Linked DNA regions of Sus scrofa: all the other regions are linked to region 1. A link is a contact called in public HiChIP or PLAC-seq data. All regions are on one chromosome and are shown on one strand. Each heading gives the region's core, a stretch centred on a gene start, on an enhancer-like site or on the middle of the called end of the contact. The rest is flanking DNA. Distances are from core to core; before and after follow the strand shown. Region 1 holds the start of IFNLR1 (interferon lambda receptor 1). Region 2 holds the start of NCMAP (noncompact myelin-associated protein). Region 3 overlaps NCMAP (noncompact myelin-associated protein). Region 4 holds the start of SRRM1 (serine/arginine repetitive matrix protein 1).

What was found. HiChIP or PLAC-seq counts read pairs in DNA pulled down with a chosen protein or histone mark.
Region 2: a contact with region 1 is called in an H3K27ac HiChIP or PLAC-seq map of alveolar macrophages. The contact joins the promoter of NCMAP here to the promoter of IFNLR1 in region 1. A contact is called at or near these places in 3 of 5 promoter capture datasets (fetal liver, fetal skeletal muscle and liver), 2 of 47 Hi-C or Micro-C datasets (epiblast stem cells and skeletal muscle) and 1 of 2 datasets of contacts at active chromatin or transcription factors (alveolar macrophages).
Region 3: a contact with region 1 is called in an H3K27ac HiChIP or PLAC-seq map of alveolar macrophages. The contact joins the enhancer-like site here to the promoter of IFNLR1 in region 1. A contact is called at or near these places in 3 of 5 promoter capture datasets (fetal liver, fetal skeletal muscle and liver), 8 of 47 Hi-C or Micro-C datasets (brain, embryonic fibroblasts, epiblast stem cells and 4 more) and 1 of 2 datasets of contacts at active chromatin or transcription factors (alveolar macrophages).
Region 4: an H3K27ac HiChIP or PLAC-seq map of alveolar macrophages shows a contact between it and region 1. The contact joins the promoter of SRRM1 here to the promoter of IFNLR1 in region 1. A contact is called at or near these places in 2 of 5 promoter capture datasets (fetal skeletal muscle and liver), 14 of 47 Hi-C or Micro-C datasets (brain, embryonic fibroblasts, epiblast stem cells and 9 more) and 2 of 2 datasets of contacts at active chromatin or transcription factors (alveolar macrophages and skeletal muscle).

What each region holds. Positions count from the first base shown.
Region 1 is chr6:81,912,701-81,915,440 of Sscrofa11.1, reverse strand. IFNLR1 (interferon lambda receptor 1) reads left to right here and starts at 1,337. Exons shown (of 7, transcript XM_021095536.1): 1 at 1,337-1,455. The coding sequence starts at 1,398.
Region 2 is chr6:82,240,951-82,243,650 of Sscrofa11.1, reverse strand. NCMAP (noncompact myelin-associated protein) reads right to left here and starts at 1,280. Exons shown (of 4, transcript XM_005665097.3): 1 at 607-1,280.
Region 3 is chr6:82,281,217-82,283,916 of Sscrofa11.1, reverse strand. NCMAP (noncompact myelin-associated protein) reads right to left here. Exons shown (of 4, transcript XM_005665097.3): 4 at 30-2,700. Among named protein-coding and RNA genes, the nearest start is that of SRRM1, 27 kb to the left of the region's middle. Within about 2 kb of position 1,401, at least 10 of the 83 cell types and tissues checked have an H3K27ac peak or open chromatin away from gene starts, as enhancers often do. A contact at or near this core is called in alveolar macrophages, fetal liver and liver, where this site is marked.
Region 4 is chr6:82,307,925-82,310,624 of Sscrofa11.1, reverse strand. It overlaps SRRM1 (serine/arginine repetitive matrix protein 1), which reads right to left and starts at 1,433. Exons shown (of 16, transcript XM_021095577.1): 1 at 1,138-1,433. The coding sequence starts at 1,158. It also overlaps the pseudogene LOC100522323.

The sequences.
Region 1 (2,740 bases), core at 88-2,587:
TAATTAGAAGTTAATTCAGGATTAATGTAATTAAGTAGCAATTCAAGTACTTAAATTTAGAAATTAAACATAAACAGAAAGAAGAGAACTTAAAATCCTCACCAGAGAGAGAGAAGCCCCACTAACATATTGGCATACATCCTTCTGAAGCTGTCCAGGTCGATAGGCACACATTTTTGGTTTAATCAGCCTGTTTCGGTACTTGCTTTTCTGCTACTGAGTACATTAGAAATATCCCTTAGTCACTACATGCACCTCGGCAGTATCTTTTTTATTTTATTTAATTTTTAAAGTTTTTTGTCTTTTTAGGGCCGCACCTGCCTCATACAGAGGTTCCCAGGCTAGGGGTCCAGTCGGAACTGTAGCTGCCAGTCTACACCACAGCCACAGCAACTTGGGATCTGAGCCTTGTCTGGGACCTACACCACGGCTCATGGCAACACCAGATCCTTAACCCACTGAGCAAGCCAAGGATGGAACCCTCGTCCTCATGGATGTTAGTCCGGTTGGTTAACCGCTGAGCCACAACGGCAACTCCCGGCAATATCTTGTTTCATGGCTGTAGACGGTTCTGAGGTGAGGCTGGTTGCATTATTTGAAAGCGGTTACTGTTCAGGTGACCAGTAACACACTGGCATCAGAGGGACCAGCTATGTCCGGAACAAGCCCATTAAGCTCTGGAGGCTGCCACGCCCCGCGTGAAGGATATAGAGAATAAGTCAGACCCACAGGATTCTCCAGGAAATTAATGTCGATAATGTGGGAAAGTGCATGGCTTGGAACCTGGCACTTAGAAGAGGCTCGGATAGAGCCAGTGGTGTCTGAGACTCAGTTCATAAACTTGCCCTGAACTCCTCTGCCCTCTTAAAAGTCCCTTATTGGAATTCCTAGCCGTGATTATTAATAATGAACAGTTTTCGGGAGTTCCCGTCGTGGCTCAGCGGTTAACCAACCCGACTAGCATCCACGAGAACTCGGGTTCAATCCCTGGCCTCACTCAGTGGGTTAAGTTTCTGGCATTGCGGTGAGCCAGAAGTTCCCGCGTTGCTGTGGCTCCGGTGTAGGCCTGCACCAGATCGACCCCTAGCCTGAGAACCTCCATATCCCGCGGGTGTGGCCAAAAAAAAAAAACCAGTTTTCTTCCACTCACCTCACTCTGTACACGCATTTACTGAACCTCACCCCCACCCCGATCCCGCAGAACGAAACGAAGCAGAGGCAGAACGAACTGCTGGGGACTTAGGGGCGGCCCCAGGGGAAGCCCGGGTGGAGTCCCGTCCCGGAGGGGCGGGTCCACGGCTTGGCCTCCCATTGGCTGCCGTTCGCGTCACCTGCAGTCGGTGGGACGGGAGGCGGGAGGTGGGAACGGGTCCCACCCTGGCCGCGGGACGGCCGGCATGTCGGGGGCTGGCCGCTGGGCCTCTCTACTCCTATGCCTGCTTCAGTCCGCTCCAGGTAAGGGCACGGGGTGGGCACGGGGCCGCGGGGCGGGCGCGGGGCCGCGGGGAGCGCCGTCCGGGCGGCATCCACCTTCGGAGCCAAAGCTCGGGAGACAGTGCCTTAGGCAGGGGTCTGGGCGCAGCAACCTGAGTCGTGTGGATCGGCAGAGGCCACCTCCCACCCGTGTTCTTCCGAGGACCAAGCAGACTCTTGTCTAGTCCTTTCCGGGAAGAAACTGATCACGTTTCCTAATGCCAGCTCAGCTTCAGGTAATCAGGAAACAAGACGATGGTTCTAAAGTCAGCTGTATTTATTTATAAAGTGTTTTTTTAAGGTTTCCTAAAGGCTCTGATCCCTTCATTAATACCGCACTTGGAGTTCCCGTTGTGGCGCAGCGGAAACAATCCGACTAGGAACCATAAGGTTGTGGGTTCGATCCCTGGCCTTGCTCAGTGGGTTAAGGATCTGACGTTGCTGTGGCTGCGGTGTAGGCTGGCAGCTGTAGCTCTGATTAGCCCCCTAGCCTGGAACCTCCATAGGTGCGGCCCTAAAAAGACAAAAAGACCAAAAATAAAAATAAAAAATACCGCACTTGACCCTTGCTAGTAGGGAAATTCAAACAGAAGTGCCCTGCCCTCGCAGGGTGTGCATTAGTGTGTGTGTGTGTGTGTGTGTGTGTGTGTCCCCTTTCTCCCGGCTGGGTGTAGGAAGTTCCATCCAGCCCCTACCCCCTTTTTTTTTTCTGAGCTGCCACCGGTAAGTTTACAGGGTACAAAATACCTTGGAATAGGACACAACTGCCAAACCCCAGCAAAATTGTTCCCAGGATATCTCCCTAGTCTTAGCCTAATAATTTAAAAACACGAAGAGTTCTTGTACATAATCTAATACTAATGTTAAAAGCCAACATTTGGAGTTCCCATTGTGGCTCAGCTTTAACGAACCCAACTAGTATCCATGAGAACCCAGGTTCAATCCCTGGCCCTGCTCAGTGGGTTAAGGATCCGGTGTTGCCCTGAACTGCAGTGTAGGTCACAGTTTCGGCTTGGATCTGGCTTTGCTGTGGCTTGACATAGGTGGGCAACTGCAGCTCTGTTTGGACCCCTAGCCTGGGAACTTCCATATGCCTCAGGTGCAGCGAAAGAAAGAAAGAAAGGAAGGAAGGAAGGAAGGAAGAAGGAAGAAAGAAGGGAGGGAAGGAGGGAGGGAGGGAGGGAAGAAAGAAAGAAAGAAAGAAAGAAAGAAAGAAAGAAAGAAAGAAAGAAAGAAAGAAAGAAAGAAAGGAAGGAAGGAAGGAAGG
Region 2 (2,700 bases), core at 31-2,530, 330 kb before region 1:
TCACCTGGGAGCTGCGGAGTTTGCCCATCCAGAGCTAGAACCCTGGGTTCCTCCCCCTGCTGTGGGTTTTTATGCAGATCTTCCTCCCCACAGGGCCGACCCATTAAGACGCCCCTTTCGCAGGTGAAACCAACAGAGGTCTTGAATGGTTCAAAATCCCCTCTACCTCTCAGCGGGCCAGTTTGCTAGCTTTTCTTCCGGGGATTCTCCGCCAGAGGCTTTGAAAGGGAGGAGGGACAAGGAAACGATCTGTCTGCTGGATGCCCAGAATATCAACCCCCCAAACAGGCCGGCATTCAGGGTGGGTGTCCGCGCTGCGTCGAGAATGCTCTCCTGGCACCAGTACGCATGTCCCATCCGCATGGCCAGAGCCGGAGAAGACGAACCTCGCCTCTCCAGCCTCTCACCATCGCCCACCGCCCCCGCGCGCAGACTCCAGGCACTCCCTCCAAAGAAGGTGGGTGCGAGGCTGGGAAGCCCCGTGGCTCCTCTCCGGGCTCCCCTCCACCGAGTGCGGCCAGCAGGTGAACAGCGAGCCGCCGCGCCAGAGCCGGGTCGCCCGTGACCCCCGCAGACCCGGCGACCCCGGCGTCTTGCACCTCCTACCTGCTCCGGGGAGCCCCGCGCCCCGGCCGCCACCCGCTCGGTCTCCCGCCGGCGACTTCTCAGCCACCCTGGCTCTCCCCGTCGTGATCCCGCCCTCGGCCCCGCCCCGCGCAGGTGATCCTCGGGGCTGCCCTGGGGGCGCCAGGCTGGGACACTGACGTGGCGGCGCCTCCCCGTGGTGTCCTCGCGCCCCTCCCGGCCCGGGTCCTTCTTGGGACTCCACGTCTGGCAACCCCACCCTCCGCCTTGGGCGCTCAGCCCTCCAGACCACTTCTCCCAGGGCGGACGGGAGAAGGGAACTTACAGACTCACCAGGCCTGTGGGAGCTGCAGGGGGGTTTGTGCAGATGCCTTTAAAGCAGGTTGTGCTAATCCTATTGAAGGGACTGGGGTAGGGGCGGTTGGGGTCTGGACCATATAAAATGTTACACTAGGAGGTCTGCCAGCTCGAGAGGGTCAATAACTTGCTCTGTAGAATCGGACTGTTTCTTGCATCGGACTGGCTTATGGATGGATCCCTGGAGCCCAGCACTCTATCCTGAGCACGCAATGGGCCTCCAACCAATATCTACAGAAAGAGGGAGAGATCTCAGGGGAATCCCAACCCCTCTCCGTTTACAAACAGGGAAACTGAGGCCCAGGAGTTGCCCCAAATCACACAGCCAGGTTTCCTCATTCTTTTTTTTTTTCTCTTTTTACTTCTGCACCTGTGGCATATGGACTCCCAGACGAGGGGCTGAATTGAAGCTGCAGCTGCTGGCCTAAGCCACAGCCACAGTAGCACGGGATCAGAGCTGCATCTGCAACCTATGCAGCAGTTTGCAGCATCGCAGAATCCTTAGCCCACCGAGTGGAAGGCCAGGGACTGAACCACATCCTCATGGACACTATGTCCTGTTCTTAACCTGCTGAGCCACAAGGGGAACTCCAGGTTTCCTCATTCTGTTTTCAAATTACTTCCAGAAAGTGTTTGGTTTGGGGGCCTGCTGCTTTGCCACTGGTGCTGTGAGATGCTGTCAAAGCCTTGGTAACTTCCTCCCAAGTTGGCTGAGAACTGAGAAAGGATCTGTTGTGTTTTCATAGGAAGGTCAGGTGGTTTTTTTTTTTTTTTTTTTTTTTTTTTTTTTAGAGATTTTTCTTTTTCTTTTCAGAAGTCATATGCCATTGTTTTTTTTAAATTTTATTTTTGTTTTATTTCATTTTATTTTACTTTTTTGTCTTTTGTCTTTATAGGTCCACATCCTCGGCATATGGAGATTCCCAGGCTAGGGGTCTAATCGGAGCTGTTGCTGCCTGCCTACGCCACAGCCACAGCAACACAAGATCTGAGCCGCGTCTGCAACCTACACCACAGCTCAAGGCAACGCTGGATCGTTAACCCACTGATTGAGGCCAGGGATCGAAGCCAAAATCTCATGGTTCCTAGTCGGACTCGTTTCTGCTGCACCACGATGGGAACTCCAGGTGGTATTTATTAACAAGGATTGATTAAGAAGTGAAATTCTGAGAATCTCTATATTATGCACCTATAAGGTATAGTAGTGTACCATCAACTATACTTCATTTTATTTTTTTCTTGCTTTTTAGGGCCGCACCCGAGACGTATGGAGGTTCCCAGGCTAGGGGTCCAATTGCAGCTACAGCTGCTGGCCTATACCACAGCCACAGCAACTCAGGATCCAAGCCATACCTGTGAGCTACATCACAGCTCAAGGCAACGCCGGATCTGTAACCCACTGAGTGAGCCCAGGGATCAAATTTGTGTCCTCATGATTGCTAGTCAGATTCGTTAACCACTGAGCCATGACGAGAACTCCCAAGTATACGTAAATTTTTTTTTTTTTTTTTTTTGTCTTTTTGCTATTTCTTGGGCTGCTCCCACGGCATATGGAGGTTCCCAGGCTAGGGGTTGAATCGGAGCTGTAGCCACCGGCCTACGCCAGAGCCACAGCAACGCGGGATCCGAGCCACGTCTGCAACCTACACCACAGCTCATGGCAATGCCGGATCGTTAACCCACTGAGCAATGGCAGGGACCGAACCCGCAACCTCATGGTTCCTAGTCAGATTTGTTAACCACTGCGCCACGACGGGA
Region 3 (2,700 bases), core at 152-2,651, 370 kb before region 1:
AAGGTGGACAGAAGAGTTTGGTTTTAGGGCTAGAACATTCCAAACAACCTCAATTTTTTTTTTTTTTTTTTTTAGCAGAATACATTTGGGAAACATCTGTATTTGGGGCTTAAGTCCTTCAATGGCTTTGTCCCCTTGCTCCTTGGACCTAAGTGGTAAGGGAATGAAGCAGGAATCCTTAGCGCTTGAATGGATTTAGAAAAGAGACCCTTTGGCTACAACCATGGAAGCACAAGGGAGGCTACCAAAGTGGCTTTGCCCCACTTCCAGTGTGGACACTACACCCCTGACCTCACGCAGACCCAGGGATAAGCCTGTCTTCCTCTGGTTCAGCTCGCAAAAGAATCTGTTTCCTTTGAGCCAGGAGGTTAGGGAAGAGGGCACTGCAATAAGCATTTAAATGTATAATAAGAATATAAGACTTTTGAATCAAAGAGACCTGGATTTGAGTCTTGTCTTTGCAACTTACTAGCTGGGAGACTTTGGGCAAGTGCTTTCTCTCTTTGGGTTTAAAATTCTTGGCAAATGGGGAAAAAAAAAACCTCCCAGGGTTATCAGGAAAAATAAATCCCATGAGATAACTCATGGGAAAGCAGCTTGCAAAGTGTCTGGTGGATAGTTCAACAGAGGAGGGAGAAGAGATGTCTGGGGAAAAACAGTTTGTCAGTATTTCTCCAGACCTATTCAGGTAAGCTTTTTTTTTTTTTTTTTTTTAAGTGAGATGACGTGAGCCGTGTGACCCTGGGTCAGCCTCCTTATCTCCTGACCTTCAACTTTCTCAAAAGGGATTTCTTACCCCAAGAAGGAATTTACAGTTCCTAGAATTTACAATTAAATGATAAGAATGTGTAATTTTCTTTCTTTCTTTTCTTTTTAGGGCTACACCCTTGGCATATAGAAATTCCCAGGCTAGGGGTCTAATCTGAGCTGTAGCTGCCAGCCTATGCCACAGCCACAGCCATGCCAGATCTGAGCTGCATCTGTGACTTACACCACAGCTCACAACAACGCTGGATCCTTAACCCACAGAGTGAAGCCAGAGATCAAACCCACATCCTCATGGATATCAGTCGGGTTCATTACCACTGAGCCACAACGGGAACTCCAAGAATGCGTCACTTTCTATAATAGAATACAGATTTATTGCCTTGTTCCCAAGGTGACTTCAATCATAAAATGCACAATTGTTTAAAAATCAGCGGTTTTTTTGTTTGTTTGTTTGTTTTTTGTCTTTTTGCCTTTTCTTGAGCCGCTCCCGCAGCATATGGAGGTTCCCAGGCTAGGGGTCTAATCGGAGCCGTAGCTGCCAGCTTACACCAGAGCCACAGCAATGCAGGATCTGAGCTGTGTCTGCAAACCACACCACAGCTCACAGCAACACCAGATCCTTAATCCATTGAGCAAGACCAGGGATTGAACATGCAACCTCATGGTTCCTAGTCGATTTGTTAACCACTGCACCACAACAGGAACTCCAAATCAGCGTTTTGAGAGAGAAAAAAAAATACAATCTCATTAATGGACCCATCTATTTTAAGATATATTCTGATTTCAGAATCATTAAAATGGGAACAAGTGTATATCTTGCAATAGAAGAAATTTATAATAATAATGTTGGCTCCCATTTATAAAGCATCTACTGGGTGCCAGGCACTATTCAAGCAGCTTTGCTAAGTCCTTGACTTGTTACAGTCACCCAGTGGGGCAGATGTTATTCCTGTCTCATGCTTAGAAAACAATACGGGGGAGCTGAGTCACTTCCAAGGCCACACAACCAGGAAGTAGAGCTTGGGCGGCAGTTCTTCTTAATTGCAACCCTTTCGCTAGATTGTTTTCCAGGTGAAGGAGTCAAAGAGATGAGTCCCATCCAGAGAAATGGTGTGTGAATGTGGTACTTTGAATATATCCTGAATCTTTGCAAGGTGACTGGGAAGGGCAGAGGTAACACAAACAGAGCTGTAATCTAATCAGCCTCCAAATACTTGGACCTTGGAGGTAAGGTGATAACGGGAGATGGAGGATAGCTCAGAATCCAAATAGAGGGAAGCCGAGAAAGGAGACTGAGTCAAGGTGAAACCAGCCTTCCAGGGGAGAGGGAGGGGCCCTGAGCCGTCCTGAGGCTCAGTCCAGGCCCCCAAACACTGCAACAAGCTTTCAGCCTCAAGACCAGAAATCCTCAAGTCCACCCTATGCTTCTACTCTGACTCTACTAAATAAGTAGACACCTTTGGAGAATAATTCAGTTTTTCCCTCTTTTCTTTTTTCTTTCTCTCTTCTTTAAAATATTCTTGGCCACACTGTAGCATGAGGGAGTTCCGGGGCCAGGGAGGGAACTCGTGCCATAGCAGTGACAACGCTGGATCCTTAACCCACTGCACCACCTGGGAACTCCCCCATAAACTTTCCTAGAGGAAAAATGTGCTGACCAATTGTCGTGAGCTCAACAGCAGTCATTTAGTACCAGAACAAGTTATAAATTAACAAATTGGTTTTTTGATTAGTTAATCCAAGTTAGTTCCCCTGTGCTGGATTATGGGATTGAATATTTGCTCTGCAAAACTGTGGATGTGGCCCTTCCTCTGATGTGACCCCAGGGCAGACTCTCTCAGGAGCACCCCCTGACTTCTGCCTGTCTGTCTGTCTAGCTATTGTGCTTGGGGGAGGGGAACAGCCAAACCCCACATCAGTGGATCCCCATCA
Region 4 (2,700 bases), core at 184-2,683, 400 kb before region 1:
CTTTGGAGTGTCAAGACATATCTTAAAGTCCCGGTCTTACCCTCTTTTATCTTTTCCTTTAAACACACAGAAACTGCATGTAACATGCTCCAGGGAATGGAAAGAGCCAATATGCACTACAGATTCTGACTTAAATCAACTGGTCTCTATATGGTCCGTTCTGCCTTAAAAAGAATTTGCAAACTCTAGTCCAATCAGTGTCACTTCCCACCCATCGAGATCTCGAATGGGTCCTACGGGAGTGTAAAAGGGGACCAAAAGAGTCCAGCACGCGCCCGGTAAAAGTATGGGCCCTGAGGGCCAACTACGACGAGAAAACGTCCCCATCTCCAGGTGATGGGCGAGAATCAAGAGGAACCTTTTCACCAAAAAGATTTTCAAGAGAACGTTCACAGGGGGTGGGGGGCGGTGAGCGGGAACGAAGAGTAGATCCACTCCATACCCCTGCCTCCACAAACGCGCATACTTTTTGTTGCACCCTCTGCCTGGAGTCTCAGACTCAAACGTTCTAACTACAAATTATCTGCATTCCCCTCCCTGAAGGGCTATCAAATTGGGCGGGAGCTCCCGCGAACTCTGACCCGGAGCCTTCGGGAAGGCTTAGACCAAGAGGGAGGGCGCGCGAGGCGCGGGGGGAGGGGGTTTGGTGCCCGCTTTCTCAAGAAAAGCGGCTCAAGGCTGCTTCCGGTCCTCTCACCCGCTCTCCTGAGGCGGTACCCCCAAACCTGTCCTCCCCAGGGCCCTCCTGCCGCCAGTCACCTCAGGGTTTCCCTCCGGCCTCCCCCCAGGGACTTCCTCCTCGCGGGTCCGCTAGGCCCCAGGACCCGGTGGGGCGCGCGGCTCTCCCTGCAGGCCCTGCCAGGGAGGCGGGCGGGAAGGTACCGCTCAGGCCCATTCCCGCCGCCATTTTCCGGCGACCGTCGCTGCCGCGTAGGGGGGACGATCCCGGAGGAGGAGACTGCGCAGGGGCGCACCGGTCCCCGCCGCAGGGTAGTGGGGAAGCGTCCACTGGCAACGAGGATCCTCAGGATCTTCGAAGTCTCCGCTCGCTGGCCACCCCATCTCGAGTTTAGGCCTCCTGCTGGGCCTTTTCGATAAGCCCCTCACCTCACCCCAGATCCCCGCGCTCCTACTTACGCGGAAGAATCCCGCGTCCATCTTGCTGCCTCGCTCGGAGATCGCTCCCTATCCCAAGGTGCACCGCGCCACCGCGACGGAGGGCGGGACCGGCAGGGAAAGCCGAGCGCCGGGACGCAGCTCGCGCTGCTCCACCCGCCCTTCCAGCGGACACGAGGCCGCGCTTGCTCAGTGTGGAGAGCGCTCGCCAAGTGTGCGCACGCGCGTTCCGGGAGGCGGGCTGCTACCGGACTCCGAGCTTCTCCAGTGGCCAGTCCTTGAGGAGAGCCTCGCGACCACAGCCAATGGGAGCGAGCAAGAGAGTGTCGTCCGGTCGCCCCGCCCTGCAAAACCTTTTGTGGCGCTTAACCAGCCTTGTTCGCTCAGCGTGAATTGACCCTTCCTTCGACCCGTAGTGGGGGCGGCTTTCTGCCCCCCCCCGGGGGGGGGCTCCATGGAGAGCTTGTGGAGAAAGGCTGTTACCTCAGGGTGACGCTTGTGAGGCCGCTCTTGCGCAGAGGAGAAGCCTGCGGCCTCCGCTTTCGTTAGAAAAGTTGTGATTGTGTTGCTTTTACGAGTTTCCAGTTATCGAGGTCGGCCCTGAAGTAGTCGAGCTCTGTACTATGAATGAAATCTGCGTTTTGGTCCCGCACCCTCGACTTCCGCTACAACTCCTTAGCTTTGGGGAGAAGCTGGAAATGTCCGTTAGATGAGTTTCGGAACCGGCAGGAAGCTGATGAGAGCCGGGGCCCCCGGGCAGAGTCTGACGGAAAGGAAGCCGGCCTTCAGGCTTCGGGACTTTCGGAGCTCACGTGTGCCTCACCGGCCCAGCTCTGGCTGCGAGGGCCTGCAACCGGATGCCTTCTGCCTCCTTTCCTTTATGCACTCTCTTTTTCTCTGAAAGGGAACATGTGACCCTTCTCTAGCCATCTTTTGTAACGTAACCACACACACACACCCCCCCCAACACACACTTGCCTCCCTTTCCTGATTTTTGTTCACAATGTATTCACTCTCTTGGCTTCAAATACCAATTCTGCCAACAACTTCATAGGTTTCCAGCTCAAGGCCTCTCCTCTGAGCTTCGAACATGTATTGGCAACGTCCTGTTCAATGTTTCCGCTTGGACAGACGTCACGAACGTAACATAAGTAGGAACTGGGCTCCTCGTTTCTCCTGTTCTGCCTGGAACTCCCTCCCTCCACCCTCCACCAGGCCAAAAACCCGACCTGTCCCTCCCAAAGTCTTCCCTACCTCAGTTGATGGCAGTATCTTTCCTTTTGTTTAAGATACAAGCCTTGGTTGTTAATCTCGATTCCTCTTGGAGTTCCCATTGTGGCTCATTGGTAACAAATCCCTACTAGTATCCATGATGACACGGATTCGATCCCTGTCCTTGCACAGGAGGGTAAGGATCTCCTGTTGCTGTGGTTGTGGCATAGGCCTGCGGCTGTAGCTCCCATTCGAACCCTAGCCTGAGAACTTCCGTATGCCAAAGGTGTGGCCCTAAAAAAGAAAAAAAAAAAGCTGGACTCCTCTTCCTCCCACATCTCACTGCCAAACCATCAAGAAACCCACTCTGCT